Regions from separate parts of the Mus musculus genome. Here region 2 is linked to region 1. Evidence: chromatin contacts called from public HiChIP or PLAC-seq data. All regions are on one chromosome and are shown on one strand. The core of a region is the stretch at or near the end of the contact, and the rest is flanking DNA. Distances in the headings are between cores, read along the strand shown.

The links. HiChIP or PLAC-seq counts read pairs in DNA pulled down with a chosen protein or histone mark.
Region 2: a contact with region 1 is called in an H3K27ac HiChIP or PLAC-seq map of microglia, with 4 times the contacts expected there. The contact joins the promoter of Ncstn here to the promoter of Cfap126 in region 1. A contact is called at or near these places in 1 of 39 promoter capture datasets (pre-B cells), 1 of 115 datasets of contacts at active chromatin or transcription factors (microglia) and 1 of 9 other capture datasets (adipose tissue).

What each region holds. Positions count from the first base shown.
Region 1 is chr1:171,120,303-171,125,542 of GRCm38.p6, reverse strand. It overlaps Cfap126 (cilia and flagella associated protein 126), which reads right to left and starts at 2,498. Exons shown (of 5, transcript NM_001379426.1): 1 at 2,350-2,498; 2 at 447-509; 3 at 193-273. The coding sequence starts at 2,376.
Region 2 is chr1:172,079,704-172,084,943 of GRCm38.p6, reverse strand. Ncstn (nicastrin) reads left to right here and starts at 2,195. Exons shown (of 17, transcript NM_021607.3): 1 at 2,195-2,343; 2 at 3,628-3,732. The coding sequence starts at 2,262. Copa (coatomer protein complex subunit alpha) reads right to left here and starts at 2,415. Exons shown (of 33, transcript NM_009938.4): 1 at 1,995-2,415. The coding sequence starts at 2,034.

The DNA.
Region 1 (5,240 bases), core at 1,249-3,748:
CTCTCTCTCTCTCTCCTTGGCTATCCTGAAATTCACTGTGTAGACCAGGCTGGCCTCAAACTCACAGATTCTCCTGCCTCTGCCTATTGAATATTAAATCCCCCCTGGGATTAAAGGTGTATGCCACCACAACTAGCTAGCTCCTCCCCACCCTCTCTTTTTTTCTGGTAGAAGGGAGGTGGGGAATCTCACCTTGGAACGGGGCACTGAAGGCAAGAGATGCCCTCGATCGTTGGCGATGATCTGAGTGTAACCTTCATGGGCAGCGATTTTCTGTATTTTGGGGTAGAAAGAGAAGTGCCTGAAGTGAAAGAGGGGCTTGGGGTAAAAGTATGGGAGAGAAACACATGGACTGTTCAAGGGCTAAGGGACTTAGGTCTTAGGGAGAACCAGTGGGGCCAGTCATCGGAAACTGGCCTTGGAGAGGGGCACTGAGCTCAGAATACCTCTTTCGTTGGCCTGGCAGGAGACCAGTTCTGCAGGTACGTGGGTAAGTAAGCTTTTTCATACTGTGGAGAGAAAGAGGAGAGTTCCTGTGAGGCTCCGAGGCTCCCCCGTGAGATGGTGACACTGTTCTCTACAGTTAGGTGAACTCGAACTCACTGTGGCAAGGGTATGTAGGGAGGAAGCTATCATAAGGGAGGTAGGTGCTAAGACAATGGGTTGCAGAGTATAAGGAGAGCTGACCTGGGCACTAAGTCTGGGAAGAAAAGCCTACCAGCTGGAGGGAAGGGTTGAGAACAGTATACTGACTCTTGTGTAGGAAGATGCCCTGACAAAACCCAACAGTTGGTATGCCAACCTACAAGCAACACGAAAAGAAGAGAGCTAAATACAAAGAGAGACGAGATTGTGTCTGGCTTTGCCACGCTGCATATTGAACCCAGGATCTTGTGCGTGCTAGGTAAGTATGAGATTATAATCTGTTTGCTCAAGATGTGTACCAGGGGTGTAGCTCTGAGTTACAGTGCTTATCTAGCATGTACAGAGCTATGGTCCTCAGCGCTAGTGGGGAAAAATGGATTTTAAGGAGCTGGTATAAAATAGGTGTGTGTGTGTGTGTGTGGTTAGACTTTTTAAAAATGCAATTAAATGTTAATGTTTGAGGTTTATTATATTCTACTGAGCATTACAAAATTTAATTTTTAATTTTCACATAGCTGCTAAAACCTTTTAAATTATGTTTGTGACACACTGCTGGAGACTGCTAGATTAGACCAAGGGATGGTAACCAAATCCACATTGCTACCTGCTTTTAGAAGGCCAAGGGGCAGAAAACGCCACTTTCTTTCTTTCTTTCTTTCTTTCTTTCCTCTCTCTCTCTCTCTCTCTCTCTCTCTCTCTCTCTCTCTCTCTCTCTCTCTCTCTCTCTCTCTCTCTCTCTTTTTCTTTCTTTCTTTGAGGCTGGGTTCCACCCTTCTGTCCCTGCCTCCCTGGCAAGAACGTTTTTTATTTGTAAAAATAGACCATTTGTAAAAATATTTGTAGACATAAAACAACCATTTGTGTTGCTTTGACAGAAGGTAGTTGGCCAAGGTGGCACACACCTGTAAGCCTCACGCTTAGCAGAGGAAGGTAGGAGGGTTGTGACTTTGTGGTCCAGTCTGGGATAGGTAGGTAGTAGCAAAACCTTACCTGTCTACCTACTCACACACATACACATAAACGAAGAAAAAGAACAACACTAAACTGGGAATACTAAAGAAGGAAAATATTTTCTCCAAAGGAACTCCAAAAATGTGTAGGCAATATTTTGTTTCTTTTCTTACTACAAGACTCTGGCTGGCCTGGAACTCTCTATGTAGACCAGGCTGGCCTCGAACCATCAGTGACTATTTTGTGTCCTTGTTTTCATTCTCTCTCTCTCTCTCTCTCTCTCTCTCTCTCTCTCTCTCTCTCTCTCTCTCTCTCTCTTTCTCTCTCTCTCTGTGTGTGTGTGGAGGGGGAGGGGTTCTCTTGAAGCTCAGGTTAGCCTTGGACTCAGTATGTAGCCCCAGAATGCCTTGAACACCCATCCTCCTGCCTCGGGGACCACTGGGGAGCATCTCTACCCCTATATTTTGAATTTTTCTGAAACAAATTAGTGCTAACTTTCATATAAATAGATATGACTTTGTCACTTGACTTACAAAGCCTAAACTGCTTACTCTGGCCTGTACAAATAAAATCACTGCTTCCTGGCTTACGGTCTACAGATTTAACCCAGATCCTCTTTGCTTGTTCCTGGGCCCTCCCACCCATGAGATGAAGCACCGCCTCAACCCAGTCAGAGTCTGATGGGAGCGGGCAGTCAAGGGCAGCATCTGGAACATAAACTCAAATGTAAAAGGGTGACGAGCAAGCGCTTACCTGGTTGGCACTGTAGTTAGTGGCCATGATCCAGTGCTGTTTACACTTGTTGCCTGGCAACTGCAGAAGGCCAGCCTTCTGGGAGTTACTCCCGGTCAGCAGGGGTTGGGCTACATTCTGTGGTTTACACTACCCTCTTCCTTTCTCTCTGAAACGTAGGTTCATTTTCATTTTAGAGTATAGAGGCCCAAACAAACATGAGAAAATGAACTGAGAAGTAGCCATGGATACCTTGAACACCCCGTCCTCCTGCCTCTGCTTCCAAAATCCCAGGACCACTGAGCAGGACCGCTGCATTTGCCTCAGTTACTATACTTTGCATGTGTCCAAAACAAATCAGGGATAACTGTCATGTAAATAGCTGTTTCCCCAACATAGTTAAGTCTGCTTCAGAATTTCCAGGTTGTCTTTGAATGACATCTTCAACTATTTAAACAAACTTTGAGACCCCCCAACCCCCGTGAGCTGAGTGTGTGAGACACTGTGGTATAATGAACTAAGCCTAACCCCTCATCCATCACACACTGTAGTGATGGCCTGCTTTGTACACTGAAGAATAAGGTGAATGAAATGTTCACAGTGGGAATTGGGCGCTGCCAAGATGCTGCTCACAGGATAACAAAGGCACACTGCTTAGGAAGCAACCAACTGGTTTGTTCCCAAAAGGAAATATATGTCTTATCCTTGGTCCTTAAGTGACTCCTGTCTCCTCCATCCCCCTACAGTCACAGGACCCAAGATATAGCTTCATAGTGTTGGTTAGGATATGGCAAATCAGAACGTAGGGTGGGAAACTGAGTAGGTACCAGGGCCTGAGCCTATTAGCTATAAAACCAAGGAACCCTGAGAGACTCATTGAAATTTCTGTTAAGTCCATCTACTCATCTATTGGGGTGTTAGAACTAAAGAGGGCTTGTCAGTTACAAAGTCTTAAGTTTTAAAAAAAGGAAAAAACCCAAGTTGTCCAAAGATACTTAAGAGCCAGATATGGCTGTGCACGCCTGTAATCCCAGTATCCAGGAAGTGGAGGCAGGAGGATCTCAAGTTCAAGACCAGCCTTGGCTATGTAGTAGGATCCTGTCTCCAAAAAACAGGGAAGGGACTCATGAGGCCCCCCCTCCTTCCTGGAGCTATGGAGGCGTTAACTGTTGCTGGGGGAGGGGCTCACAAGGCCCCGCCCTTTATGTTAATAGTTCTGGAGAGGGCAGGATCTTCTTTTCAGTGTTGTAACCAGCCACACTGGTAGGTGGTCCATGCTCCTGGGAATAACCTCCCACGTGTGCAAGCATCTCTGAGCTCAGACACACACACACACACACACACACACACACACACACACACTCAAACACGAAAGCATGGTGACGCCTCTAACCTCAGAACTTGGAGGAGTCAGACCTCTAAATGTGAGCCAACCAGGTTTACATAGTAAGTTCCAGGCCAGTCAGGGATGCATAGAAAGGCCTTATCTCAACAACCAAACAACAAGAACAAAAGTCCACGTGAAGTGAGAAGAGGGTATAGGGGGAAGCAGGTGGGGTCCACTGGGAGGGGGAGGGGCATAAGAGGGTGAACGCAATCAGAATCCTACATGAATGAAAATGTCACAATGAAACCCATTATTCTATAGATCATAGGTGCTGGTTTGAAGGAAGGACGTGGGGTGGGGAAGGGATCTGGGGAGATGGCTCAGTGACTGGGAGTGCTCTCTGCTCATCCAGTAGAGCCAAGCTGGCTTTCCCAGTGCCCATGGCTCTCAGCCTCTGTAACCACAGCTATGTGGAATCTGACGCCCTCTTCTGAAACAGCTACCTCAACTCACACATATGATTTAAAAACAAATTGTTTCTTTCAAGAAAGCAAGCTGCATGTGGTTGTTTATACCTGCAATCCAAGCCTTTGGGATGCTGAAGCAGGAGGATGGCTCCAAGTTTGGGTTACTTGAGGCTGCCTCCAAAATTCAGTGGGGAGATAATTGCTAGTTCTTTTTTCCCCTAAAATGTTTCTCCTATCCAACCCAGCATAATGATACTCCTGACCCTTCCAGATAATGGGTTAAGAACAGCTCTTATTACAGGCTCTGACAGTTCACAGCTGGGTAATGTGACATAGGCCAGCAGCCCCGTGTGCTCTGTCCCTGTGGTTCTCATTACTCTCTAGAGTGATGGAGGACACAGGAGTTATTTTAGGATCAAGGGCTGTCTCTGCTCTCGAACATCCATTTTGCCCACAAGAGGCAAAGTGACAGCTCTGTAGCCATGGCTTCTCTGGGAACTGCTGTCTTCGTTAACTATCAAGGCAGTTTTTCCTCAGCTCTGTGGACAGTGTGTGAACTCAGACCTAAGTGAGGACAACCATTAATGTCCATCCTGGAGCCAAATTATCTGGGTGAAATTCTGACTGTGCTTGGAAAATGAGGCCTTAGAAAAGTTCATCAGCCCGGGCTTTAGCGACCTTGCATGAGAAATGTAGACTGTCCTACTTCAGAGCATTAACTGTGCTAACATGGCCTGTAGGCACTTCATGCAAAGAGGGCTCAAGAATTTTACTGGCTTAAGAGTGCCTGGGGTGGGGATGGGAGGTGAATGTGAGGTGCACACTTTTCATCCCAAAAATTGGGAGCCAGAGCTGGTGGATCTCTGAGTTTGAGGTCAGCCTGCTCTACATAGTGAGTTCCCGGTCAGCTGTGGCTACACAGTCTTAATGTGTCTCAAAACAACAACAAAAAGAGAATCCAGAGGTGATCAGCAAGATGGCTCAGTGGGTTAAAAAACTACTTCCCTGAGAAGCCTGATGGCCTGAGTATTGTCCCAGAACCCACGTGACAAAGCCAACTGTACCTGTAAGCCACACACTCCTCTACCTAGACAGATGTGCAAGATAGTGCCCACCTG
Region 2 (5,240 bases), core at 946-3,445, 960 kb before region 1:
GGCTTAGAACATGTACATTTAATGTTTTGGTAAATTTTTTTCAAGTTTTTTCAGGGCTAAGGTTTCTCATTGTAGTCCTAGCTGTTTAGTGTAGGCTGGTCTCAAACTCAGATATCTGCCTGCCTCTGTGCCACCACACCAGGAATGCTTGGGCTTTTCACAACATGGCCTCACATTGTTGTCTAGGTTGGTCTCAAACTTGCAGCAACCATCTTGCCTTAGTCTCCCATGTGCTGGGATTACAGGAGTGAGTCACCACATCCAACTCTGGTAGCTAGTCCTTAGTTGTAAAAATATTATATGAATATACTCTCATAGCAAGTTAATGAAGGCACTATTTTGCATGATGTTTCTTTTATTTTTACGGTAGACTCTTTAACACCGTCCCGTGGAGCGGGCAGTTGTGAACCACATGTCATGAGTGATGGGAACGACATACTGTGCGGACAGTATGCCCTCTTAACTGATTCAGCGATCTTAATGAACTCTCAAATACTGATTTCCCTAATGCCTTTCTAGTGCACAAGAAGAAATCTGAAAAGAGCTCATAGAAAATGAAGACTCATTTCAACTACTCAAATACCAGAGACTCGTTTGTGTTTGTTCTTTTTATTAAGTACATGCACAGGTGAGTTCAGGTGCCCACAGAGCCCAGAAGAGGGGTCAGGTCACCTGGAGCTGGAATTACAGGTGGATGTGAGCTGCTGAATGGGGAACCAAACTCATGTCCTCTGAACAGACAGTAAATCTTAATTGGGCCAACTCTTCAGCCCTAGAACCTTTTTTTTTAGAATAGGATCTCAGTGTGTCTCAGTGTAGCTTTGATTGGCCTGCCGCTCGATACGTTGACCAGGCTAGCCTCCAACTCACAGAGATCCACCTGCATCTGGCTCCTGAGTGCTGCAATTAAAGCCACCATGACTGGCACCACACATGATAATTCTTTTCTCTTCTTCTTTTTTTGCCATTTCGAGATAAGGTCTCTCTATGTAACCCTGGTGGTACTAAGAATTCTTACTGGCACCCTTTATAATCAAATTTCCCATGACACTTAGAAACTGCCCAGAATATAGCCTCCATTAAAGAACCTCCAGTTTCTGAATTACTAAGTCTTGCCAGGCACTATTATAAACACAGTTAATGTACTTTCTCATTTTAATTCTCTTTATAAGAAAGTGTTAACTATCCTTATTTTTAAAGATAAGAATATAGAGATTTAGAGATAGTAAGGAGACACCTTAAGGCGGCTTGTTAGTAGACGTTTCAGAATTCCTAAGCAAGTCTGACTGACTCCAATAAACAAATTCTGAACCACTTCACTATAATGCATATCATGAAATAGTCCAGATATATTTTTTATCAGATTTCCATAGACTTAATTTTTCTAATATCGACATTTTCAAAGAGTGTGATCTCAGGCCTTTGTCTTTCAAGACTTATCACCAAAAATTTAGCTGTTTACCTGGTATTCAAATCTAACACAAAGCATCTGTATTTCACCGGACAATCTTACCCAGGCTCGGGACCTGGTGGGGCAGTAGGCCTCCATTCTCTCACTCCAAATAGGCCAAAAATAAATAAATAAATAAATAGTCCAGCGGAAGCACTGGACATGGAAATGGAGCAGACGGGCTACTGGAGTAGCCAGTGACAGAAGCTGAGACTCAAACCCCAGAAACACTCCATACAACCTGGTTATCAGAAAGCATCCAAGTCATAAGGCCTTAAGAACAGAAAGGGCTGGCACACCCCCCCAGAAGAGGTGGCTGGAAGGAGTAGGGAGCCGGCCTAAGGTTAACGAGCCACGACACGATAAGTTCCAGGACATACGAAGCAGCACGGACTGCAGACTACTCCACTAACCCTAAGCCGCTCCCTCGGTTATTCCTCCGGGTTCTTCCAGGAGGCCCGACGCGGTCAGCGAGTCCTGCCTTAGTGACAGCACCACTACCCCCAACACCCAACCTCCGCTGTTCCCGTTTCTTCTCCACTACCTTTGACCCGCGCGCTCTTCGTCTCGAATTTGGTTAGCATCCTTCAGGCCTCGGGCTCCTAGGTCAGGTTAGCGGGTCCCGCCGCTCCCGGTGGCACTCCCAAGGCTTCCACGTCAGCTACTCCCGGGTCGCGGCTCCCGGAAGCTCCTCGGACAAGGACTTCCGGTCTCTGGAGCGCTGGGCCACAGAGACGATGCTAGCGGAAGCCTAGAGAGGCCGCTACGAGTCTGGAAGGGACCTGAGGCTTCCGCCCAGCGGAGAGGCAAGATGGCTACGACTAGGGGCGGCTCTGGGCCTGACCCAGGAAGTCGGGGTCTTCTTCTTCTGTCTTTTTCCGTGGTACTGGCAGGTGAGGTCACCCCACCCCGGAGCTCTGGTCTTTAAGAGGAGCCGTCCGGAACGGCCCATCGCTAGTGCAGGCAATGCCCTTCTGGTTCCGATTGCCCCTCTGTCCCCCGCCCTGGAAATCCTTCTTGTCTTTCGTTCCCATGACATAAGTTCCTCCTTTGCCTGGACCTGCATTTCCTTAGTTCTCTCCAGCCCTTTTCTGGGTTTCCAGCCTGATTCTCTTCAACCTTTCTCGCATGCCTCGTTCTCTGTTTAAAGCCCAGCCACCCCATCAGCCATCAAAAGGGACAGGTGTGAAAAGCTCAGCCCCCTTCCTCCGGTTTAGTATGTTTGAGATCAAAACAGTCTCGTTTCGTGGTCTTTGTGCGACGTTGAAAAAATGAGAGCCCCCGTTTCCTCCTGTTGGTTCTAGCCTAAATTTGTGTTCCTTGTTTTCTTAGCTTACTAAAGTGAGGCTAACGTTAGCTTAGCTGCTTTAAACTGTTAAGAGGGAAGTAATGATTCAAGGAATCTTAGACGTTTAATGTATATGAATATTTTCTTTTTTTCCAATCTAATGTCTATTTAGTGATCTTTAAATTATGAAGTACAATCAGTAACACACCTGTAATTATTTATAGTGTGTTCAACTAAGAGTTAAGCAAAGATATATATATATATCTTTCTAGGTAAGCCCTGAAATGCAGCCATTTCCTTGTATAGCCATGACTCCGTCTTTCTCAACATTCACATTGCTTTTGATTAGCTTCAAGGGAGGAACTGTAGCTGTCCCATACTCTAGGTGTGTGGGCAAATGGTCTGATATTTCATTAACTGACCAGGTGTGTGGCATAACGTTTCTTCTCCTAGGTCTGTTCAGATTCTTAGGTGGTTTTTGTTGTTAGTGCTTTTCTTTGTTTGGTTTTGGCAATCTATATTCTTAGACCAGAGCTCTTTTGATAACTAATTAGTAATGTACAGGCAAGCTAAAAGAAGCAGACTTGTTTAGCCCTGAAACTTGACGCCGGCACATCTGAAGTCAAAGACTTTTGACAATCACCTTTTAGCTTTATAATTAATCGATCATCATGGAGTCTAATAACTTTCTAAAATACACAGCTAGGTCCTCTTTACAATACTTATGTTCCAATAATGTGGCCAAGAAGTGAAAAGAATGATCATTAATCTTGTGTTAGACAGTATGATCGTGAATGCTTTACTGAAACCATGAATCGAGCTGATGATGATAGAGGCTAATACCAAATTATCTTTCACTTTTTCCTAATACTGTTTATCTTCTGATCAGGATTGTGTGGGGGAAACTCAGTGGAGAGGAAAATCTACATTCCCTTAAATAAAACAGCTCCTTGTGTCCGCCTGCTCAACGCCACTCATCAGATTGGCTGCCAGTGTAAGTTGGAATTGGAATTTGTATTTGTGGTCATTAATAATTCAGTTTGTATCCTGGATACTCAGAAATACTCATATCCTGCTTAGGAGTCTTGGCATTCAAATTACAGTGTATGTATAGAAGGTGATTATCATCTGTCAAACCAGGCAAGATAATTAATAAGAGCTGAAACTTAGTAAATGCTCTTTTAAAGTGTGCATTTTATTTTTGCCTCTGCAACAATCCTTGTTATTAACACTGTACAAATGATGAAACTAAAACTTGAGAAAAATGGATTAACTTTCCCAGCAGGATCATGCTAGTAAGAAATCAAACTAGGATCTTGTCTTTGTCAGGGTTTCTATTCCTGGACAAAACATCATGACCAAGAAGCAAGTTGGGGAGGAAAGGGTTTATTCAGCTTACACTTTCCACATTGCTGTTCATCACCAAAGGAAGTCAGGACTGGAACTCAAGCAGGTCAGGAAGCAGGAGCTGATGCAGAGGCAATGGAGGATTGTTACTTACTGGATTGCTTCCCCTGGCTTGCTCAGCCTGCTCTCTTATAGAACCCAAGACTGTCAGCGCAGAGATGGTCCCACCCACAAGGGGCCTTTCCCCCTTGATCACTAATTGAGAAAATACCCCACAGCTGGATCTCATGGAGGCACTTCTCCAACTGAAGCTCCTTTCTCTGTGATAACCCCAGCCTGTGTCAAGTTGACACATAAAACCAGCCAGTACAGATCTGAACCTGGTGGGATTCTCAGCTATCTTACCATAGAGTTCTCTAAGGTAAAAGAAGTCTCGTAGTCTATGGGGTCAAGTCATCACTGTGTCCTCTGAGTGATCTCTTTTGAACCAAAATGATCCTTTCCCCCCCTTTGAGACACAGACTTGCTAGGTAACCCAGGCTGGCTTTGGCCCTCTGCTGAGTTCTGGGACTACAAGCATGTGCTGTTTGCTGAGTTTTGTGCCAAACATGGGCCACTGTTTGCTGTTGTTATTTTGTGATGCTATTGATTGAATCCCTACCATCAAGCTAGTATCCCAAACCCCCAAATCGGCCTCTTCAAGAGCGATAAACTAGTTGAAGCAAAGGCATGCTAAGTAGGGCTGGAGAGAGGACACTGCGATTGAGAGAGCACTTGCTGCTCTTGGAAAGGGCTGATTTTTGGTTCCCAGCACTCACATGGTAGCTCTCCTCCATCTATCACTCCAGTTCCAGATCTGATGTTTCTAATCTCCACTGATATAGGCACCAGTGTGCACATTATATACATGCAGGCAAAACACTCATACACAAAAATATTCTTTAAATTCTTTTTTATTTTTATTTTCTTAAACCAACTGAGGGCTGGGGGAATGACCCAATAGGTAAAAGCTCTTGGGCACGCATGACAATCTGAATTTGAATCTTTCTAACTCACATTTTAAAAAAAGCTATAGGCATAACATGACTTATAATTCTAGCGCTTCTGTGGAGAGATGGGAGGCAGAGACAGAAGAATCCCTGTTTACTTATAGGC